Regions from separate parts of the Mus musculus genome. Here regions 2 and 3 are each linked to region 1. A link is a contact called in public HiChIP or PLAC-seq and promoter capture Hi-C data. All regions are on one chromosome and are shown on one strand. The core of a region is the stretch at or near the end of the contact, and the rest is flanking DNA. Distances in the headings are between cores, read along the strand shown. Region 1 holds the start of Fut10 (fucosyltransferase 10). Region 2 has its middle 49 kb from the start of Gm33281. Region 3 holds the start of Purg (purine-rich element binding protein G).

Evidence for each region. Promoter capture Hi-C pulls out the DNA fragments that hold promoters and counts their contacts. HiChIP or PLAC-seq counts read pairs in DNA pulled down with a chosen protein or histone mark.
Region 2: a promoter capture Hi-C map of stem cell-derived epiblast-like cells shows a contact between it and region 1, with 4 times the contacts expected there. The contact joins the enhancer-like site here to the promoter of Fut10 in region 1. A contact is called at or near these places in 5 of 39 promoter capture datasets (the 3T3-L1 cell line, hippocampal neurons, liver and 1 more) and 1 of 115 datasets of contacts at active chromatin or transcription factors (large pre-B cells).
Region 3: a contact with region 1 is called in an H3K4me3 HiChIP or PLAC-seq map of embryonic forebrain, with 13 times the contacts expected there. The contact joins the promoter of Purg here to the promoter of Fut10 in region 1. A contact is called at or near these places in 2 of 39 promoter capture datasets (hippocampal neurons and stem cell-derived epiblast-like cells) and 2 of 115 datasets of contacts at active chromatin or transcription factors (astrocytes and embryonic forebrain).

The regions. Positions count from the first base shown.
Region 1 is chr8:31,185,317-31,189,147 of GRCm38.p6, forward strand. Fut10 (fucosyltransferase 10) reads left to right here and starts at 2,015. Exons shown (of 5, transcript NM_001012517.5): 1 at 2,015-2,146.
Region 2 is chr8:33,196,537-33,200,514 of GRCm38.p6, forward strand. No RefSeq gene overlaps it. Among named protein-coding and RNA genes, the nearest start is that of Gm33281, 49 kb to the left of the region's middle. Within about 2 kb of position 2,500, at least 51 of the 459 cell types and tissues checked have an H3K27ac peak or open chromatin away from gene starts, as enhancers often do. A contact at or near this core is called in stem cell-derived epiblast-like cells, where this site is marked.
Region 3 is chr8:33,383,575-33,387,748 of GRCm38.p6, forward strand. It overlaps Purg (purine-rich element binding protein G), which reads left to right and starts at 2,268. Exons shown (of 2, transcript NM_001382855.1): 1 at 2,268-2,489; 2 at 2,756-4,174. The coding sequence starts at 2,762. The coding sequence ends at 3,814. Wrn (Werner syndrome RecQ like helicase) reads right to left here and starts at 1,953. Exons shown (of 34, transcript NM_011721.4): 1 at 1,768-1,953.

The sequences.
Region 1 (3,831 bases), core at 765-3,264:
TAAAGGATACCATTGGGTGCAGTTACAGTTCGGTCTCAGATCTAGCGGGTATAAAAGTTCAGTGTACAGGAAGTTGCTAGAGGGGAGAGTTTTAGTGCATACTTCATAACGGCATGAAGCCTCATGAATATTCTACAGCCTGTTACAACAGTTTTCTCTCTTTTTGTCCTAGTATGCTTTCTGATGTTCTGATAAAACAACAAGAGCAAAAACAACTTGGGGAGGAGAGGTTTTTATCACCTTACAGTTGATAGTCCATTAGAAGAGAAGTTAGGGCAGGAACTTGAGACAGGACCTAAAGGAAAAGCCATGAGAGAACTCTGCTTCCTGGCTTCCTCTTCTGGCTACCTTTCTGGTACTTCCCAGGACTAACTTCTTAGACATGGTGTGTGGCACATCCCACAGTATACTGGGCCTTTCCAAATCAGTCTTTAGCCAAGAAAATGTCGCCCCGGCCCATACTTGTTTACAGGTCAATATGATGGAGACATCTTCTTAGTTAAGGTTCACCCTTCCAATTGAATCTAGTTTGTGCCAAGTTGGCCAACAAACAAACAAACAAAACCAACCAGTATACTTTCAAAAGTAGTTTAGAAGTGTCCCTCTGTGTAGCCCAGGCTAGCCTCGAACTCATTAGCCTTCTATCTCACTCTACTTGAGTGCTGGGATTGTAGGCATGCCTCAAAACAACCGGGTCCAACTTCTTATTACTTTAATAATAATAATAATAATAATAATAATAATAATAATAATAATAAAACCCCTTCAAATTTGAGATTCCTGTTAGAGTAAAGCACATTCTTTAGGCCTGGGTACGGGAACTGCTTAGCACAATGCCTGTGGATTTAATACTCAGCACTATAGACAGCAAATATTATAAGGTCATTTCTCAGCTGCACAAATTTTGTTTTCCTAAGGATCAGTCACACACTTTCTGACTGTCCACCTTTCAGCCTCAGGAACGACCGATGAGTCTGTATTGAGAGAGCTTACAGTAACTAATTTGGGTAAATAAATGCAGTATTACTGTTGTTCTTTTCTCCAGCCATTGTGCACCACATTGTCCCAAGGTCAGGTCAGTGTCACAGTGCCACAGTGGCTTTGTCCAAAAAAAAAAAAAAAAAAAAAAGCAAGCAAACAAACAAAAACCAATAACCAATAATTCCACTCCCCCAAAGAAACCAAGACAGCTCACTTCAAGCCAGGCAGTGCATTCCTTTAATCCCAGCACTACTCAGGAGACTGAGATAGAAGGATAAAGAGTTGAGGACCAGCCTGGGCTACATAGTGAGATACTATATAAAATAAAGGCAAGGGCATTCTGAGTTGGAGGCCAGCTACAGAGAGGGCTTCAGAACAGCCAGGGCTACATTGTCATGAAACCCTGTCTCAAGAAACTGTCTCAAAACTCCCAACTCAACCAACCAACCAAATAAAAAATTGAAATCAATCTCAGATGCTGTTTTTCTCCACTTAGCCGTGGCTAACATACCTGTTATGATCTGAATATGTACACTGATAGTATTTGGAACTGGGTGCCCCTACATTTGCATGAGAGGTCGAATCTCATTAGTGAGGTCTGACTTAGTCACCAAGGTATCCCAGCCCCATGGTCACCGGGAAGTTGCAGCAGACAAGCCAGTCTAAGACACTGAGACCAAAGCAATCCCCTGCTGGGAGCCTTGGTTTAACAAAATTGGGAATTGACTTTGTGCTTCATTCCTCCTGGCTCGTGAGCGTAGTCTCCTATGACTTAAAAGGACATCAGTACCCTTCCTTTCAAGAGGGGCTCTTATAGAGTACTTTCCAGAATTTCCAGGACCTGATGCGTTCCTGAGCCAATAGCCGGGAGAGGTACCAATAAGGGGCTGTCCAAAGTGTTTTGAAGCCGGGACCGCTAGCTTTTAAACACCGCATCCACGAAAACGTGGATCTAGGATCTCGCAGGCTGACTTCGGCGGGATGATCCGGGAGCTGCGCCTGCCATTCCATCGAGTCTTCTCCGGGTCTTCGCAAGAGCTCAGGCGCGTAAATAGAAAGTGAGGACTCTGGGGAGTGGGTAGAGCGTCCCGCATCCCCCCGAGGATTGTTGGAGGATTGTTGAGGTACAGTGCTGGGGACTTGTTTTGCTGCCCTGATGCCTAAGGTGAGTCTCCTGCTGCCGGTGGAGACTGGGGCGCTGTGCAGAAGCGGAGTGTAAGACGAGACACTTTGCTGGGCCCTGGCGGAGCATCTGACTCCGCTGGGAGGAGGTGGGGGTGGGATCCTAGAAACCCTAAGCACGGCTTTCTGGAACCAGAAACTGGGGCGCAAGCCTATCTGGCCGCTGAGAGCACAGCAGGGAGCACGTGGTCCCGGAGCCCTGGGCTCGTGGAACCGGGAGGAGCGCGGTACCCCGAGGGTCTGATTTAGCGCAGAGCTGGGGCAGCAACTCTGCTTCCTTCCCAAGGCCCCAGGCAAAAGTCTCAAGGCCCTGCTGTGCTGAGAATTGCGGCTCGCACCTGGGTGCTGCTCCCTTGAAACACTTGTTGATTGAACTTGTGCCCAGCGAGTAGCAGTTTTGACTTTCCTGAGGTGGATACATTGTGCATTTAGTAGATACTTTGGAAGAGACTCCGGAAGAACGGGTTTTGATTATCCACACACAAGTCTTAGGCTTTTTGCACCCAATTAGGATACTCAAAATACGACTCATTTCGTATTACAAGATACAGATATTGTGATTTTAAAATGACATTTGATTGGGATTTTCCAGGATTCATTAACTGATAGGACATCTTACAGAAAATGTCTTTTTCTTAACATAACAGCTCTAATAGATTACCTCCTAAGCACTGATATGATGCCCTGAAACAGCGCTTAGAATAATTGATGAAGACTGACTTGTTTTGTGCAGTGCATCCAACTCGGATAGGTTCAATTTGGAATAAGGCTAGCTGATGCTCAGGACCGTAATGCCTTCAAATTCAGCCTTCCTTCCTTCAGATGAGATGCACCACTTCTCGCACGGGCTTGCTGAAGAGATTATACTACAAACTAGAATCTTGCTTCCCTTTGCTCCATGATACTCTCAGATGGCGTTCTTTTCAGGTAGGGCCTGACTTGGTTTCTGCATCGAATAATCAACCCCATTGTTGAACACTGAGTGTTCCAGCTAGCAACAAACGGAATACTCAGTTTCAGGGTTAGAGCTGCCTCTCAAATGCTTTCCAAGATGTCTGTAGTGCTCCACTGCTGTTAGGTCTCAAACCTGTGATAAAGGACTAACAGAGGTCCCTATTAACATATCAAAGTGTAGCTTGGCAGTCATGTTCTCCCAGCATCTCTCAGTCCCTACAAGTTACAGGGTCCTCCTGGCTGGCATACCCAGCCTTCTACCCTAAACTTCTCCGGTGAGCAGTCCTTCCCTCCGTTGCTCTGCCCTATATAACTCTGTCATTTTGGCTATGACAGCGCCCCCCCCACCATTTTTGGCTCTTGGTCTCCTGGCCCTCCCTTTTCTTGCTTCCCCACCCCCTCCCGTGGCCTGCCTCAGTCTACTGGTCATATCCACTCTGGACTCTCTCAGCTGTCCCTGCCTTGGGCTATGCTCTCCCTCATATCTACTGTGCACACTATCACCTCTCCAGTAAACCTTCTCCTCCACCATACTTCTTCCTGTCTGTCTCTCTGTCTCTCTGTCTTTCTCTCCTTCCTTTCTCTCTCTCTCTCTCTCTCTCTCTCTCTTTCTTTCTTTCTTTCTTTCTTTTCTTTCTTTCTTTCTTTCTTTCTTTCTTTCTTTCTTTCTTTCTTTCTTTCTTTCTTTCCTTCCTTCCTTCTTTCTTCCGTTCT
Region 2 (3,978 bases), core at 1,250-3,749, 2.0 Mb after region 1:
AAAGTGGGAGCCCCAATAAACCCTTAAGGTTTTCAGGCCAGGTAGTTCATCATAGCAATAAGTAAAGAAATTAATACAACTTCCGATGGCTGCAGCATGCCCAGGGCTTTACAGCTCTTACTTCTTAGCCAACCATACCTGGAAGTGGGATTCTCCTGCTTTGTTTGCTCTCTCTCCCTCTCTCCCCTCTCCTCTCTCCCTTCTCCCCTCTCTACCTTCTCCCCTCTCCCCTCTCCCCTTCTCCTCCCTCTCCCCTCCCCCTTCCCCTCCCTCTCCCTCTCTCTCTCTCCTTCCTTCCTTGTTTCTTTCTTTTCTTTCTCTTTCTCTCTCTCTCTCTCTCTCTCCCTCTCTCTCTCTCTCTCTCTCTCTCGCTTTCTTTCTTCTTTCTGTCCTGTACTTTTTATTGTTAGTGGTGGTTTGTTTGAGGCCACAACACTGTTACAGCTTCCTAAACATAACAAAGGTGACCACCCGGTCCATCCGGAAGGAAAACCGTTAATCCTGTTCATGACCTGCTGCCATCATTTAAAATGCTGTGGTCTGGGGAAATAAAGAGAAGGCATCCCTTGACAACGCCTTAAGTGGCTGATGTAACTGTGCTTTAGCTTTCACAGACTTGCACATAAAACACTGGTCTCATCAAGTGAACCTGATGCCTTCTTTTTAATGTGGCCCCAGAAGTACATTACATCCTTTACCAACTACAGTAGGAGTATCACAGTAGAGGTAATTCCTGTTGTAATAAAATGAGTACAAATCAAGTTCCAGATAACTAACCCTTAGGGAGTCTCACAAGAGTTGCTCTTTGTAAAGACCTAGACTTGTATGATAGAATCAGGACCCTAACAGACCTTTGGTAAGTTTGCTTATTTATTTGCTAAGATTTTTTTTTCTTGAAGTGAAACATGCTTATCTCACTTTAAAAAATAAAATAAAAACTGAGCATAGATCAAGATCTCTAACAACAAAAGAAAAATCCATGTTAGTGAAACGAAATTAAACTGTAATTCATGTAATGTATGTCAAATAGCCCAAAGAGTTGTTTGTGAGCTTTGAAACCTGGGGCTGAGAACACAGCAGAACAGACCAGGACATGCCCGGGCAGGCCCATCGCCTCTCTAGCTCCCACCCCTCTGACCTAAGTTAAATGTTACAGGCCGCTGATGTTTAAATGGACCAATCATGTGAAACCGCGCCAATTCCTCCCCCAGCCCCACTCCTTTTCTATAAAAACCCCTAGCTTCCAAGCCTCGTGGTTGAATCCACTGTCTCCTGTTATGTGAGATACGTTTCGACCCGGAGCTCTGCCATTAAAAAAACCTCTTGATGTTACATCAAGGTGTTGTGTTCTATTCGTGATTCTTGGGTGCACGCCGAATCGGGAGCTGAGTGGGGGTTTCCCCACTGAGTTCTTTCATTAGCTTTTAATTAATCCCAGAGAAATTTTTTATTTTTTTAAGATGTTTTAAGACCCTGACCCTCAGTCAGTAGTGCTTACTTCGAGATCCCCCCACCACCTCCCAATGAGACACCAAGACGAGACTCAGGTGGATGTAAAAGCAAGAGGTTTATTTTCCAGTGCATCGGAGTCAACCTTCAATTAGTCCCTCAAGGGGAGTGACTAGGGATATGTTTGGTGGGGGCACGGTATGGTTCAGGGAAGTGGGGCCTCTGCAGGCCCGTGCTGAGGCATCCCTTCCCACTGAGGGACCAGCCACAGCCCAGTATAGTATAGAATAGAGCTTATTCAGGGCATAGGGAGAGGAGTTGAGGGAGTAGTAGAGACAGAGAAAGGCAGAGGGGAGAAGGAGGGAGGGAGGGAGAAAGGAAGGAGAAGAGGCTGGCCATAAACTTGTGGATAGAGGGAGGAGGAGAATGGGGAGAGAAGGGACAGAGCGGGAAGACCTTAAGAGATCAAGAGAAGAGAGTGAAGAGGGGGCAAGCAGCCCCTTTTATAATGAATAGGGCATACATGGCTGTTGCCAGGTAACTGGGGTGGAGCCTAGAAGAAATGCTAACACCACCTGTTGCTACAAAATGTGAGAAAGGGGGCCTTGGATTGCCTATTTTCTTGTTACTTTTTGTGGTCTCTTTAAGAGAAGCTCCTTGGAAATTTTGTCCAGCATGGACCTTTTCGATGTGGATGTTATTTTTGAGCTATTTTAGACCACTGCCATGAGGGACAAGCTATTGCTTTGTTATTGCTAACTGCTGCTGCTGCTGCTCTGAACAGGGTAGCTGGAGGTGACCTCAAACCACATGTTGTTACTGACCATAAAGTCTAACTTTTTAAGGTGATGTTCACACCAATACTCAAAAGCAGATGGCCCCAGGAGCATTACATCTGGTAGAGGCTTTGCTAGTAAATCAATTCAGAAACTAAAGTGTAGGTCCGACGGGAAAAAAAAAAGGCCCCAAAGCCCTTGGGAAATGACCCTTCTGGTGTTCCAGAGAGCTGCACTGGAGAAGGACTCTATTTTGTGGACAGGCTCTCCTCTCTTCCGTTCTTTGTGGACTGAGCAATGGAAGACTGGACTGAGGCAAGCCGGCTGTGGAACAATGGGTGGGTTTGATAAATGCAGAAGCTGGCTACCTACCAAGACCTGGAAGAAAATTAGACCAGCTACTTAAGAGTCCTAGCGAACAGGACAAATCCACGCACAACCTCCCAAGAAACAAGACTTAAACAAGCAGAGGGCTGCTTTTCCCCAAGAAGTGGGACCCTGCTGAAAAGAGTGAGTGATTTGGAAATAAAGTTGGATTTCTCTTGGAGCCAGGAGGGCACTGTGGTCCCTCGGGAAAGTTTAAATTTCTTCCCGAGAAGGAGGAATGAGTCATTTATTTCACAGTTCCAGCACATGCAAAACACTGGCAGGCACCATTTACCATGACAAAAGGCAGAAAATACCAGGCTAATTACAGCCCCTAGAGAGAGCAAGGGCCAGCTCTTCCCTGCCTTTACCATTGTGAGTCACACTGTGAACCTATGGCTGTGGTCAATGTGGGGAGCAGCAAGGCAGCCCCAGACACTGCATCTGGGGTCCTCAATAGAGGAGCTAAAGAAAGGACCCAAGGAGCTAAAGGGGTTTGCAAACCCATAGGAGGAACAACAATATGAACCAACCAGTACCCCCAGAGCTCCCAGGGACTAAACCACCAACCAAATAGTACACATGGAGGGACCCATGGCTCCAGATGAATATGGAGCAGAACATGGCCTTGTTGGATATAAATGGGAAGAGAGGCCCTTGGTCCTGAGAAGGTCCGATGTCCCAGTGTAGGGGAATGCCAGGACAGGGAAGCGGGAGTGGGTGGGTTGGTGCGCAGGAGAAGGGGGGATGGGAAAGGGAGTTTTTGGAGGGGAAGTTGGGAAAGGGGGAAACATTTGAAATGTAAATAAAGAAAATATCCAAAAGAAAGAAAGAAAGAAAGAAAAAGAGAGAGAGAGAGAGAGAGAGAAAGGAGGAGGAGGAGGAGGAGGAGGAGGAGGAGGAGGAGGAGGAGGAGGAGGAGGAGAAGGAGAAGGAGAAGGAGAAGGAGAAGGAGAAGGAGAAGGAGAAGGAGAAGGAGAAGGAGAAGGAGAAGGAGAAGGAGAAGGAGAAGGAGAAGGAGAAGGAGAAGGAGAAGGAGAAGGAGAAGGAGAAGGAGAAGGAGAAGGAGAAGGAGAAGGAGAAGGAGAAGGAGAAGGAGAAGGAGAAGGAGAAGAAGAAGAAGAAGAAGAAGAAGAAGAAGAAGAAGAAGAAGAAGAAGAAGAAGAAGAAGAAGAAGAAGAAGAAGAAGAAAGAAGAGGAAGAAAAGGAAAAAAAAGGACGAACCATCTGGCCATCCCAAGGTCAAAATGTGACCCAAAGTAATCTCACTCAAAGCATCCTTTCCCCTTTAGCTTTCCATTCCTGAACAGAAATACAACAGTGGTTTTCACCACCTTACATCCATGTAAGCGAGGGCACAGTGAAACCATGGGACTGGACCCTTCAG
Region 3 (4,174 bases), core at 1,018-3,517, 2.2 Mb after region 1:
GACACAGATACACACAACATTCAGGGCAAAGGAGAAACCAACCTATCAGTAGTATAAAAGATAAGCAAACTATCGCACATATGCACAAGGAACCATTCATTCACTAATTCAGCCTTAAAACAGGAATTAAGCTCAGCTCTGAACAACAGCATAGATGGGCCTTGAAAAGGAAACCTTGCTGGATGGACGGAGCCACATCTGTCAGGTGCAAAAGAACAAATGGCTCTATTTACATGAAGTATCTGAAATGCATGGATTCATAAGAGAAGTGAAATATTACAAAAATTTCTGGGGCCTGGGAAGAGGAGGCCATAGAGTTATTGCTTTATGGCTGCAGAGTCTCTGCTTAGGATGAAGAGCAAGTTCTGGAAGTAGGGCTAGGGTGTGCGCAGTAAAAGAATAGGTATTTATAGCATGGGCAATGCCCAGCATCCAAAAACAGACAAACAAGAACCCAAATCAACAACAAAGAACGTGGTAGCAGTAGATAGCGGCGACATTTGCACATGCAGAGTGTAATTTATTATCACTGAACTGTACTTAAAATTATTAAACTGGCAAATTATAGTGTGTGTGTGTGTGTGTGTGTGTGTGTGTGTGTGTGTGTGTGTTTCCCTGAAAACTCGACCAGAGCTTCCCAACACTTCAGGATGACACACCAGATTCCTAACATAGTCATGAATCCTGCATAATCTCTCTGATCTCTAAGAGCAGGCCCCTTTTCTCTACCCTAAAGGCCTTTCTAGGTTACTCTTACTCCAAGCAGCCTCCTTCAGGCTTGCACTTTCTTTCCTGTCCCATAGACACTTCCTTCACAGTGAGGACCTATTGGGAATTGTACCTCCCAACACCCACTGGCCCTCACCCGTCTTTCTTTCATTTTCACTTTGTCAATACTGCACTTGGCATTTTGTGTATCTCTTTCCGCTAAATTGTGAGCTCAAAAATGGGTAAATTTTCTGTTTCATTCATTTTGTTATCTCAGCAGCGCTCAACAATTATATGCTGAATTAGCAGAGCTGGGATGCCATTCAATTGAAGAGCGCTGTATCAAGCAGGTGAGTGGTCCCAGTCTGGGGTTCCATCCTCAAAGCAAGAGGAGACACAGGGGACAACTAGTATACAACGACATCGAGTACCAAACTGCCCTATACGCCGCAGGCTTTGCATACAATCTCTAATAAAAGATCAAGAGGGCATGACAGGGTAGGCCGTACTCTCTTGAGTTCGAGGACAGCCTGGGCTAAAAGTGTGAGGGGCTACAGAAGAGAAGCCGGGTCTCAATAAAACCAAAGGGAAAAATAAGGCTGAAATTTGTTATTTGGGGACTCTGGATTAGCATCCTAAAGAGTTTTTTGCTCTCCAGGTTTTTACATATCAGGTCTATGGGAGAACGAGTCATATTCAACAAGACCAAATGCTCATTAGTACAATGACTTAACCTTAAGAGGTCCAAAACAATTTGCTCAGTAGTGGAAAGTCGGTTGCCTCCCCGGACTCAGTTACCTCTGCCTCCGAAGCGCTATAAACAGCAGCTGGGGCGGAAGAGGCGGGAAAGCCCACTGACGGGACCAGAGGAGGCCTGTGGCTCCGAGGCCCCTTTCCAGGGGATCTGAAGGAGAAAGGAGGCAAGGCTCCCTTTCCAAGAATCTCCCCAACACAACCCCAAGAGAAAGCCTCGTGGGAGAGAGAAACAAGCGTCCGAGATGCGTAGATATAGCCCAGGGTACGCAAAGGGGAGAGGCAAAAGCGGGGAAGGCACGTTACCCTGAGAAGAGCCAGATCTAAGGGTCTTCTCCTCCAGCAGGATGATTTATGGAGGACTGAGAACCAAAGCCCAGGACCCAGGCATCGAGAGAGGCCTCACATTTACTAACTTTATACCAACGGGCGCCTCGGTGCACTTCTGGTCTGGCGACTGCCCTTCCCTGCACTCCGCCCGCGGCCCCGCCCAACCTCTCCCAGCCGCGCCGCCCTCCCACCCACCGCAGCCACCCCGCGCAGCACGCATGCTCAGAGCTGACGGCCGCTGGGCACGCTGGGAAATGTAGTCTCAACGCAGGTGCGGGTGAGTCGCGGGAAATCACAACCCTCCCGCCACCTCTCCTGCCGGCTCTCTCGCACGCCGGGTCCCCGCGCGCTGTCTGCCGTCAGGGCGCGCCCGGAGGCAGAGCCCGAGTCCCCCGTCTTTCCGCTAGCGCGGCTGGGGAGGCGGGGTCCCAAGCCCGGCCCCTCAGGCAGCTCCCCGCCTCCCTCCCGCCCTCCCCGCGGCGTCGGGCCGGTGCCCGAATCCAGGCAGCGGCCGCAGGAGGCGCGGCGGCGGCGGTGGGCGCCGCAGGCGATGCCCCTGCCCCGCTGCTCCGGCGGGGGGCAGAGCGCGCGGCGGCGGCGGCGGCGGCGGGGAAGGAGGCGGGGGGCGGCGGCGGAGGGGCCGAGAGCTGGCGGCGGCGGCGGCGGTGGTCGTGAAGGGCATCGGTGACGGAGATGATGTGAGTGTCGGCTGGCTGGGACCCCCGGGGCTGCCGAGCCGGAGCTGGGCGGCTGGCAGCGTACGGGAATCGGAGCGGGAGGCCTGGGGCGGCAGAGGGGATGCTGTGTGCGCGGTGCGGAGCCGGCCGAGGCCGGAGCGCGAGAGCCGGGCCAGAGTAGGGGTTCCGGGCGGCGGCAGCGGGGGCAGTGCGGACCCAGGGGCGTCTGCGATTGTTCTCAACACCCCTCCCCCATCCCACCCCGTGTGTCTGTTTGTCACTTGCAGCTGAAGATGGAAAGAGCCAGGCGAAGGGGAGGCGGCGGCAGCGGCGGCGGCCGTGGCCGCGGAGGCAAGAATGTAGGGGGCCCTGGCCTAAGCAAGAGTAGACTCTATCCCCAGGCCCAGCATTCTCACTACCCCCACTACTCCGCGTCAGCCACCCCTAATCAGTCTGGGGGCACATCCGAAATCCAGGAGCTAGCCTCCAAACGTGTGGACATCCAGAAAAAGAGGTTTTACCTAGACGTGAAGCAGAGCTCCCGGGGCCGCTTCCTAAAGATAGCCGAAGTCTGGATAGGGAGAGGCCGGCAGGACAATATCAGAAAGAGTAAACTGACCCTCTCCCTGTCGGTAGCAGCAGAGCTGAAGGACTGTCTAGGCGACTTCATCGAGCACTATGCCCATCTGGGCCTGAAAGGCCACAGACAGGAGCATGGCCAGAGCAAAGAGCAAGTCTCCAGGAGGCGGCAGAAGCACTCTGCACCCTCCCCACCGGTGTCAGTGGGGTCAGAAGAGCATCCTCACAGTGTCCTCAAAACGGACTATATAGAGAGGGACAATAGGAAATACTACCTGGACCTAAAGGAAAACCAACGAGGTCGCTTCCTAAGGATTAGACAAACCATGATGCGGGGCACTGGCATGATCGGTTACTTTGGCCACAGTTTGGGCCAGGATCAGACTATTGTCCTCCCAGCACAAGGTATGATTGAATTTCGTGATGCCTTGGTTCAGCTGATTGAAGACTACGGCGAAGGAGACATAGAAGAACGAAGGTGTGGAGACGACGACCCACTTGAACTCCCAGAGGGGACCTCTTTCAGAGTGGACAATAAAAGGTTCTACTTTGATGTGGGCTCTAATAAATATGGAATTTTCCTGAAGGTAAGTGAGGTGAGACCGCCTTACCGTAATACTATTACTGTTCCGTTCAAAGCTTGGACAAGGTTTGGGGAGAATTTTATCAAGTATGAAGAAGAGATGAGGAAAATTTGCAACAGCCATAAGGAAAAGAGAATGGATGGCCGTCGGGCCAGTGGTGAAGAACAAGAATGCCTGGACTAGCGTGAAATTGAACTCCAGCAGGCAGAATTTAGAAATCAGTAATTGGCTAAACGTACTGATCCGTAATCATGATCATTTGAAGAAGTTTCTCCTCTTTTGGGCCCTCTGTTATTAGTAATACCTCTAATAGTTTATACTTAAAAGGAGTCTGATTCTCATGTTATGTTATACATAGATCACTATAATTCTCATGGGAATTCCAACCTCCCCAGAGCCAAATAGTTTAGCTGCTTCAACTGCTCCAGACTATTGAAGTATGCAGATCAGCACAGAGTGTGACATTCTGACCTTTAATCACGATAACTTAAGATTTACATTGCACTATGACAGAATCTTGAAAATGATGATACATAGACTTAA